2 separate regions of the Sus scrofa genome follow, and region 1 is linked to region 2. A link is a contact called in public HiChIP or PLAC-seq data. All regions are on one chromosome and are shown on one strand. Each heading gives the region's core, a stretch centred on a gene start, on an enhancer-like site or on the middle of the called end of the contact. The rest is flanking DNA. Distances are from core to core; before and after follow the strand shown.

Region 1 (4,514 bases), core at 706-3,205, 250 kb before region 2:
AATTTAAAATTAGACTCTTCAAAATGAAATAACAAGGGGGGAGGGATACTGGGATGAATGTGGGATAAATTTAAAAGAACAGTCTTCTATTTTATAAAACAAAGTAATTCAACGTAAGTTAACTTATTAACCTCCAAAAAGTTATACGCTGTCTATCAGGAATTAAAGACATTTCAGAAAATAGAATCAAAATTAATTATTTGCTATAATTAGGGCAACAGAGAGTATCTCCCTCAATATCCAATTTAACAATGAAGGTCATCATAATCTCTGAAATGAGAATCCTTGATATCCACAAAAGACAGAATACTGGGAATAGACAGTAAAAATTAAGTCAGTATGCCACTGGTGAACTTTTGAGTACTTTTCTAGGTCACCAACACAGGAGGGAGAAAGATTCTTACCACCCGGTTCCACAGGGCACCCTGTTTACTTTGCATATCTGGGGTCAGGCGGATATACTGTGTCATCACCATGGCATTGCCCATCAGATTCCACAGAGAGGAACTGCCCGTGCCCACACCTATGGGAGGAAATAGATCAGTTCATTCATTCTCTTCAACACCAAACCGACTAGAAAGCCATCACGGACCCTCCAAAAGATGGAGTCATCATCTTTTTTTCCCCTTTCATGGCACTCAGTCTCCCACCTTCTGTCACTCAAAAAGTTCTAACTCCTTACCATGTTTACCACTTCCTGTCATAAAGACCCTCTCAGGTGAAGAGCACATCAGAGCTGTCACTTAATCCATGCCACAGTAATCACAGCTCAGATCCATTCTTCCTCATTTCATATGCGAGTAAATTTGACCACCGTGAGAGAAAAAAATTCCCCAATTAACCAAAAAAAGCTTGACTCTCTGGGGCTTAATCACGTTCTTTCTTTAAACAACCAAGGTGTGAAGCTACCTTTCCCCTTACCTCAGACTATCAGCCCCTTGAGAGTGACAACTTTGTATCTGTATAACCCACAGTATTAGCAACGCAGAGGAGGTGCTGGATGCATCTGCTAAGTCAATAAATGATCACCCTTAGCAGCAGTGTATACTCTCTTGCGCTTTGTGTTGTTTGTGTGCTGTCCCCCTGCCCTCCAGTGGGGAAACAGACTTGTGTTAATTAAGCCATCTGCACTGACTTGGTCTTCTTTGTAGCTAACTATAAATTTTCTGGTTGATGAGCTGTGCAGAGCGACATATGAACCGCATGTGAACACTCAACAGAGCAAAGTTAACCAGACTCTTTCATCAACAGGACTCCAGGATTGGAGAACAGGTGTCTTAAACGGAAACAGAATTTTACTTTCCCAGTCTGGCCAAGTTCTACCCTAGTTTTGCCTCCTGATGTATTTCTAGCACATACACAGCTCCGTCCAGAGCCCAACTCATTGCTAGTGGCCCTCGATCACTGCCACTATTCGCAGTTCTCTCCCCTTCCCACATAACTCTTGTCCAACTCTAAGTTCCCCCTTCATCCAGGCCTAGCGCTTACTGGCCTTAGTGTCTTAGAGCCCTGCTTCCACCTGCTAGAAACTTCCAGGGCTAAGTGTGAGGCAGGGGGTGGGGTGGAACCTGACCTCTGACCTTAGGACCCAAGGCTCCCAAACACAGCAAGAGTCCACAGGAGCCCCCACCCTCCCCGCCCGTACTTTCCTCGGGGCCACGAAACCTTCGCCGCCCCCACTTCTACGAACAAGCTCAGGTCCCGACGCCCTCCCCGCGCACGACCACCTCGCCCCCGGCGCCTCACCCTGGTAGGGCTTCGACAGCGAGTGCTCCCGTTTCAAGTACTCGAACGTCTGACCCGCCCCGACTTGCCGTGGCCCCTGCCCAGACCCTAGCAAAAGGAGAAGGAGCAACATCCTGGACCCATCTCGAGTCGACAAACGCCGCCACCACCGCTGCCACCACCCAGAGGGTCCCAAAGTCGCCGCCATCTTTCCCACCGCCGACCCTTCATCAAAAGCCCGCCCTGTCCCCCAAGCCATTGGCCCAGAGAACGATCTTCCCCCAGTCCCATTGGCTTTTGTCGAGTCACCGCCCCTGCAGGTGAGCATCTCACCGATTGGCTGGCTGGAGTAGCAGTTGCCTTGTCAACCCAGGAAAGGGGCGCGGCCGAATGCCTGAGCTCGCCTATTTGCCTTTGTCCGGAGCGCCACTAGGCCTCCTGGGATACGAAGTGATTTCCGTTTTTGTCTCTCTGTTCTAGAGTAAATTTAAGCAAATAAAATGTTTCTTTTAGTCCTACGCAAACGTTCTGTCCTCTCTGCCTTAGCAACCTCGTGATCGTGCGAAGTTGTCAGTTAGGAGGATATAGAACTGAAAGGAGAAATAGACAAATAAATTCAAGTAAAGCTGGTAAATTATCAGGAAAATTATCAAATTTATAAAAGATTTGAAGAGCAGTATCAAACAACTTGATCTGGGGAGTTCCCACTGTGGCTCTGTGGTAACGAGTGGCTAGCATCCATGAGGTTGCTCTTAGGATTCCTCGCCTTGCTCAGTGGTTAAGGATCCTGCCTTGCTGCAAGCTGAGGCATAGGTCTCAGATGTGGCTAGGAGGTGGTGTTGCTCTGACTGTGGTGTAGGTCAGACCCCCTAGCCTGGGAATTTCCACATGCCACAGGTGCGGCCCTAAAAAGAAAAAAGAAAAAAAAAGTAAGATTCATCCCAGTCTCCATTCTCTTCCTTACCAGTTTCTCCACCCAAAAATAAATTTTTATTCCTAATTATCATTATTAGTCTTTTATCTTTTTAGGGCCACACCGGTGGCATATGGAGGTTCCCAGGCTAGGGGTCTAATTGGAGCTGTTACTGCCAGTCTACACCAGAGCCACAGCGACGCCAGATCTGAGCTGCAACTGCAACATACACCATAGCTCAGGGCAATGCTGGATCCTTAACCCACTGAGTGAGGCCAGGGATTGAACCTGCAACCTCATGGTTCCTAGTTGGATTCACTTCCACTGCACCACAACGGGAACTACTATTCCTAATTATTTCTAAAAGTCATCACATCTTTCCATCCCTCTCTCTGTCTTTCTCCTGAACCACAACAAGTGTCCCAACTGTTCTGGCCACCATCATCCACATGGCCATCCAAGTGATCTAAAACATCTAACCACACCCTATCCTGAGTGACAGGTTAAATGAGTCCATACTGGTAAAGCTCTTAACGCTCAGAGCAATGCCTGGCATGCAGTAAGCACTCTATCATTATAATCGTGATAAAATCACCATTACCATCGTTGTTAACAGAGCCCATAATGGTTCAGTGTTACCCGCGAGCAGGAGATTCAGGCCCTTCACCCTAGCACACAAAGCCCTCTGCCATCTGGCCCACAGCCCTCTCCTTTTGTCTATGTGCTCCAGGTTCCCCTGTTTCTTCTCCTTTTCCCTAGCCCACTTCCTCCTGCAGGCCTTCCCTGACTTCCTCAGGTAGGGGCAGGTGCACCAAGTACATTTCTTATAGAGCACTTGTCAGATCTGTGTCTCTGTCTTCCCAATAGATTTATCCAAAGTTAACTCTTTCTTTCCTGAGCATGACCATAATTTAATAAGAGAAACAGAAATATCAGCCTGTTTTATGGGGGATTAACTTTTTAAAATTAAAGCTGTCACAGCCATTGATTTTTAATACATTCCACACCAAGCAGATGATTGGTGGTAAGACATTAGGAATTGAATGAATCTGCTTGTGTCACACCCTGGCTTTAAAACCATGCATGCCTCCCAATTACCATAGGATAAAATCCAAACTCCTTAGTGTAACATTCAAGGCCCTTCTCAGCCTGGGTCAAATCAGACTGTACACATGTCTATTACAACATGTGTCACCCTGAATTATGGAAGCTCAATTAGCAGATTATGTGTTTGTTTCCCCAGCAAGTCTAAGAGTTCCTGGACCACAGAGAACAAATCTTACTCATTTCCTAGGCCCCATCCACACCCCCTCCCCATCCCAACACCCAGCTCATAGTAGGGATTCTAATTCTTTTTTTTTTTTAATTACTCAATGAATTTATTACATTTATAGTTGTACAATGGTTATCACAATCCAATTTTATAGGATTTCCATCCCACAACCCCAGGGTATCCCCCCACCCCTCAAACTGTCTCCTTTGGGGACCATAAGTTTTTAAAGTCTGTGAGTCAGTATCTGCTCTGCAAAGAAGTTCAGTCTGTCCTTTTTTCAGATTCCACATGTCAGGGAAAACATTTGATGTTGGTGTCTCATTGTACGGCTGACTTCACTTAGCATGATAATTTCTAGGTCCATCCACGTTGCTAAAAATGCCGGTGTTTCATTCCTTTTAATGGCTGAGTAATATTCCATTGCGTATATGTACCACATCTTCTTAATCCATTCATGTGTCGATGGACATTTAGGTTGTTTCCGCGTCTTGGCTATTGTGAATAGTGCTACATGAATGCTTACTCATTTCCTACCCCAGGCCCCATCCACTTCCCCCTCCCCATCCCATCATCCAACTCAAAATAGGGATTCTAATTCTTTTG
Region 2 (4,374 bases), core at 1,869-4,368:
TGCAGGATCCAAGCTGCATCTGTGATCTATACCACAGCTCACGGCAATGCCAGATCCTTCACAAACTGAGCAAGGCCAGGGATTGAACCCAAAACCTCATGGTTCCTAGTCAGATTCATTTCCGATGCACCGCAATGGGAACTCCAACCACAAAATATTTTAAATTGGAACAAGCAACTTACTCATAATCTGTAGAGCAGTGATGTTTTTCTATTTTATATTTACATTTATATATACATATATATTTTTTTTCTTTTTTCTTTGTCTTTTTGCCTTTCTAGGGCCGCTCCTGCGGCATATGGAGGTTCCCAGGCTAGGGGTCCAATTGGAGCTGTAGCCGATGGCCTACACCAGAGCCACAGCAATGCGGGATCCGAGCTGCGATAGCTCACGGCAATGCTGGATACTTAACCCACTGAGTGAAGCCAGGGATCGAACCTGCAACCTCATGGTTCCTAGCCGGATTTGTTAACCACTAAGCCACGACGGGAACTCCTACATTTCTGTATATTTTTAAGAAACAGGCCATCTATGGGCATTTGTTCGAAAATAGCTATAGGCAAAAGGAGTAATGATTCTCAATCAGAGATGTCTTTGCCCTCCGGGGGACATGTGATAATGGCTGAAGAAATTGTTGGTTGTCACCACTGGGGAGTGCTAATGACATAGATGCTGAACATCCTGTAATGCACACAGGAAAGCACCTCCCCCCTCAACATCCTGCAAAGAATTTTCCAGTCCAAGATGTCAATGGCACTAAAGTTGAAAAACTCTGGCAGATACAAAGGAGAAAAAAAGATAAACACAAAACTGTTAACAATTAACATTTTCCTTAAACATATATGTTGTCTGACTTATTACAATGAGCATTTGTTTTGACCACTAAGATTTATTCCACAAAAGTAAAAAATAATACTCAATACAAGTTTACGGTTTTGGCAAAGATGATGGAGCAGGAAGCAGTGGGAGACTGTTTTCTAAGCCAAATTGTTTCTCAAGGAGACGTTCAGGGATATGGGTGCAAGGGGAGGGTGGTAGGAGCTGGGAGGCAGCAGGGTGTGGGTTCGGTTGGCCCAGAACCTGGCCTCACTACTGGAGCTCACCTGCATAGGCTGAATAATCCCAGGCAATTAGGCAAGGCTCCTGGGAGATCGAGAAACAAGCCTAAACTCTATTTCCACTTTATAGCCATAAGCCATCTTATGATCAGGCAGAACTGAATTTCTCACTAGTCTGCTGAGAGTCGGGTTAGTAGGTGTTTCTTAGGGAAGAGTGGTCAATTAAGACGGGGAAATGGAGTCCAAAAGAAAAAAAAGGTTGAGTTAGCTGGTGGGTTTCCATCCCAGAACACCTGTTCCCAAGACCAGATGCTTTTTTTTCTAGCATTAAACATTTAAGCACAGGTACAAATCAACTACAGATTCTTGGGGAACATTGCTAGGACTTACAGCAATTCTTTTCCAATTTAATTTGGAGGGGTTGCAGTGAAGGTAAGGGTGAAGGGAGTAACAGCGGAAGCCATTCAAAGCAAAGCCCACCTTTAAAGAGGATCAAGTCATCTTTGGCCAGAAGTTGCCTTGTGACACAGCAGGTTAAGGACCTGGCATTGCTACAGCTGTAGCATAGGCCACCAGATCCCTGGCCTGGGAACTTCCACAAGACCAGGGAAAAAAAACAAAACCATCTTTGGCTTTACAGATGATTTTCTTCTTGATGGAGGGGCAGCCACAAAGACCAGCTGTGCTCATGTGAAGGAATGCTCCACCAGATCCTTTGGAAAATATAACCTGCACAGTACGAGTGGGAATACCTGGGATTTCAACCCTTCCCAATTTACCTCAAATTTACCTCAATGGGCCAGGAGAGGCCCTCAATACTGATTCTGTATATTCTCACCAAGAATTAAACTTACTAAAACTTACTTGATCCCATATGTCAGACCTCTGCAAGGCAGAGAATCCAAAGATGAATAGAGCAAAATTTCTGTTGTGAAAGAATTTTCTACCCAATAGGGAAAAAGATGCTGCATGCAGCCAGTCTGTAACAGGGCTACACCGACAGCAGGAACTAGTTCCTAGGAGCCCATCCATACAAGGCAGCGTTTACAGAAACTTGCACACCTCAGCTTGCGGGGCAATGGGGGCGGCTACAGAAGACATTTTCAGCTTTTAGGAGTTCTCTTGTGGTGCAGCAGGTTAAGGACCGAGCAGTACTACTGCAGCAGCCTGGGTCGCTCCTTTGGCATGGGTTCCATCCCTGGCCGGGGAACTTCCACATGCTGTAGACCCGGGCCAAAACCAAAAAACAGGCCAAAAAGTTTTCAGTTTTAAACAAGAGAACTCGCCCCAGTACGTTCTGGAGCTGGAGCTCCATTTCCCGTCACCAACTCCGCTTCCTGCTTCCCTCCCTTAACTTCTTAATTAACAGCCTCCCAATGCAACCACCCCTTTACCTTACCCCATATCATCAAGGGCCTGGCTCCCAGGAAGGGCCCACAATTTGACCGTCCCTTCCCCTGCCACCCCAGCCTCGCCTCAGGCCTGAACCTCATCACCTCAAAACCACCGTAACAAGAAGCTGACGTTAGGACTGCGGGGAGCTCCTGCTCAAGTTCTCCTAGGCTGGGTTACAAGTTCGCAGTGGCTCACAAACGGCCAGGTGAACCAGCACCACAACTAGCCTACTCCTAAATTTGGACCTTTTGGGATCCAGCAAGTATCTTGAGCGACGCAGGCTTAATGTTTTCCGTCAGCAGGCTCCACGTTTACTCGGCACAACTATCGGCTCCAGCGTGGTTTTCCATTGACCTGCGGGGCACTGAGTCCCACGGAAGTAAAACGAGTTGCACCAAATCCGAGCGTTACTAAAGGGCAAAGCCCCCAGAAGCCTGCAATTGAAACCGTGACCGCCTCCATGCCCTCGGGGCTGCAAGGCGGGGCAGTGAGGCACAGGTGCGCAAGCGCAGGCCTTGCCCCAACGCCCCCCCCGCCGCCCCGAGGAGTCACGTGAGGGGGGCGGTCTAGGGGCCGGAGGAAGCGGAAGGCGGACTCTGCGCAGAAAGCAGCCCTCCCCCGGAAGTCCCTGCACCTCAGGAGCCTGTTACCGGAAGTGCTGGTATTTGTAGCGGGCGTGATGGCTTCAAGGTTACTCCGTGGAGCTGGAGCGCTAGCCGCGCAGACCTTGAGGGCCCGAGGTCCCAATGGAGTCGCCGTTGTGCGGTCTATGGCATCTGGAGGTACTAGGCCCCCCCGGCGCGCCAGGGACCCGTGCCATTGCTCTCTCGGGGTGGTGGGGGCAGCGGGGCGGGGGACAGCCTTCAGTACCTCGCGGCCGCAGTGGCTGCCCCTTGGCCCCGAAGGCCTCAGGCTCCACAGGCGTCTCCCTGTTACCCTGGGCCGCCGTTGCTGCCGACCACCAGACTGACCCCGCTGCCAAAGAATCCTTAACTGAAATGCTAGATGACCTTGATGGGCAGGGATTGCAGCCAGGACATGGGGGGTGGGGCTAAGCCCCTCCTTAGACCCGCGCGTATCTCAAGTTGGATGTATTCCACTAGGACTCTGATTAACCTGCTTTTAGGAAAAAAATGTGTCGAAAAACGGCCTCCGTGGCCGAAGGAAGTGAAGATCACCCCATGTTGCCACTTTCGGGTATCATGACTCCGGTCTTTAGGGGACAATAAGCCCACTAAAACTATATGCAGCAGTTTGCGTATGTGCATTTTCCATCGTGATCATTTCAGACGACATGGTAATTACCATATTTTCTTCAGGTGGTGTTCCTACTGATGAGGAGCAGGCGACTGGGCTGGAGAGGGAGGTCATGATGGCCGCCCGCAAGGGACTGGTGAGGAGAAACTTTATATGTCTTCTTAGGAGTTTATGGTTTTGGATGGGATCAGAGTAGTCTCCTCTCTGGGCCTCACTGATCCTGGAAACCTGGCATGTGGGAACAATACCGCTAACCCCTAGAAGGTAGGAGTCATTTGGCATAATGGATTCTTATTTTGTCTTTTCAGGACCCATACAATATACTTGCCCCAAAGGCAGCCTCAGGTACCAAGGAAGACCCTAATTTAGTCCCCTCCATCACCAACAAGCGGATAGTGGGCTGCATCTGTAAGTACCTCAACACTATTTTCTTACCCATTTAATATAGCCCACTATACAGGTCTGTAAGCTCTTTCATATCTTGTGCTTTGTGTGTGTATAAATAAGTTGTTATAAGGGTCTTGGCCCTCTCATACCCCTCTGCTTGAGTAGGTGATCCTTACGGGAGAGAGGCCTGGAACATAAATAATATTGGTTCATTGAGAGTTCTTGTTGCGGCTTAGTGGGTTATGAACAAGACACTAATATCCATGAGGATGTGGGT

The links. HiChIP or PLAC-seq counts read pairs in DNA pulled down with a chosen protein or histone mark.
Region 1: an H3K27ac HiChIP or PLAC-seq map of alveolar macrophages shows a contact between it and region 2. The contact joins the promoter of LMAN2L here to the promoter of COX5B in region 2. A contact is called at or near these places in 1 of 47 Hi-C or Micro-C datasets (heart right ventricle) and 1 of 2 datasets of contacts at active chromatin or transcription factors (alveolar macrophages).

What each region holds. Positions count from the first base shown.
Region 1 is chr3:56,876,760-56,881,273 of Sscrofa11.1, reverse strand. It overlaps LMAN2L (lectin, mannose-binding 2-like), which reads right to left and starts at 1,955. Exons shown (of 8, transcript NM_001243437.1): 1 at 1,747-1,955; 2 at 405-523. The coding sequence starts at 1,933.
Region 2 is chr3:56,630,851-56,635,224 of Sscrofa11.1, reverse strand. It overlaps COX5B (mitochondrial cytochrome c oxidase subunit Vb), which reads left to right and starts at 3,118. Exons shown (of 4, transcript NM_001007517.1): 1 at 3,118-3,235; 2 at 3,773-3,846; 3 at 4,019-4,118. The coding sequence starts at 3,133.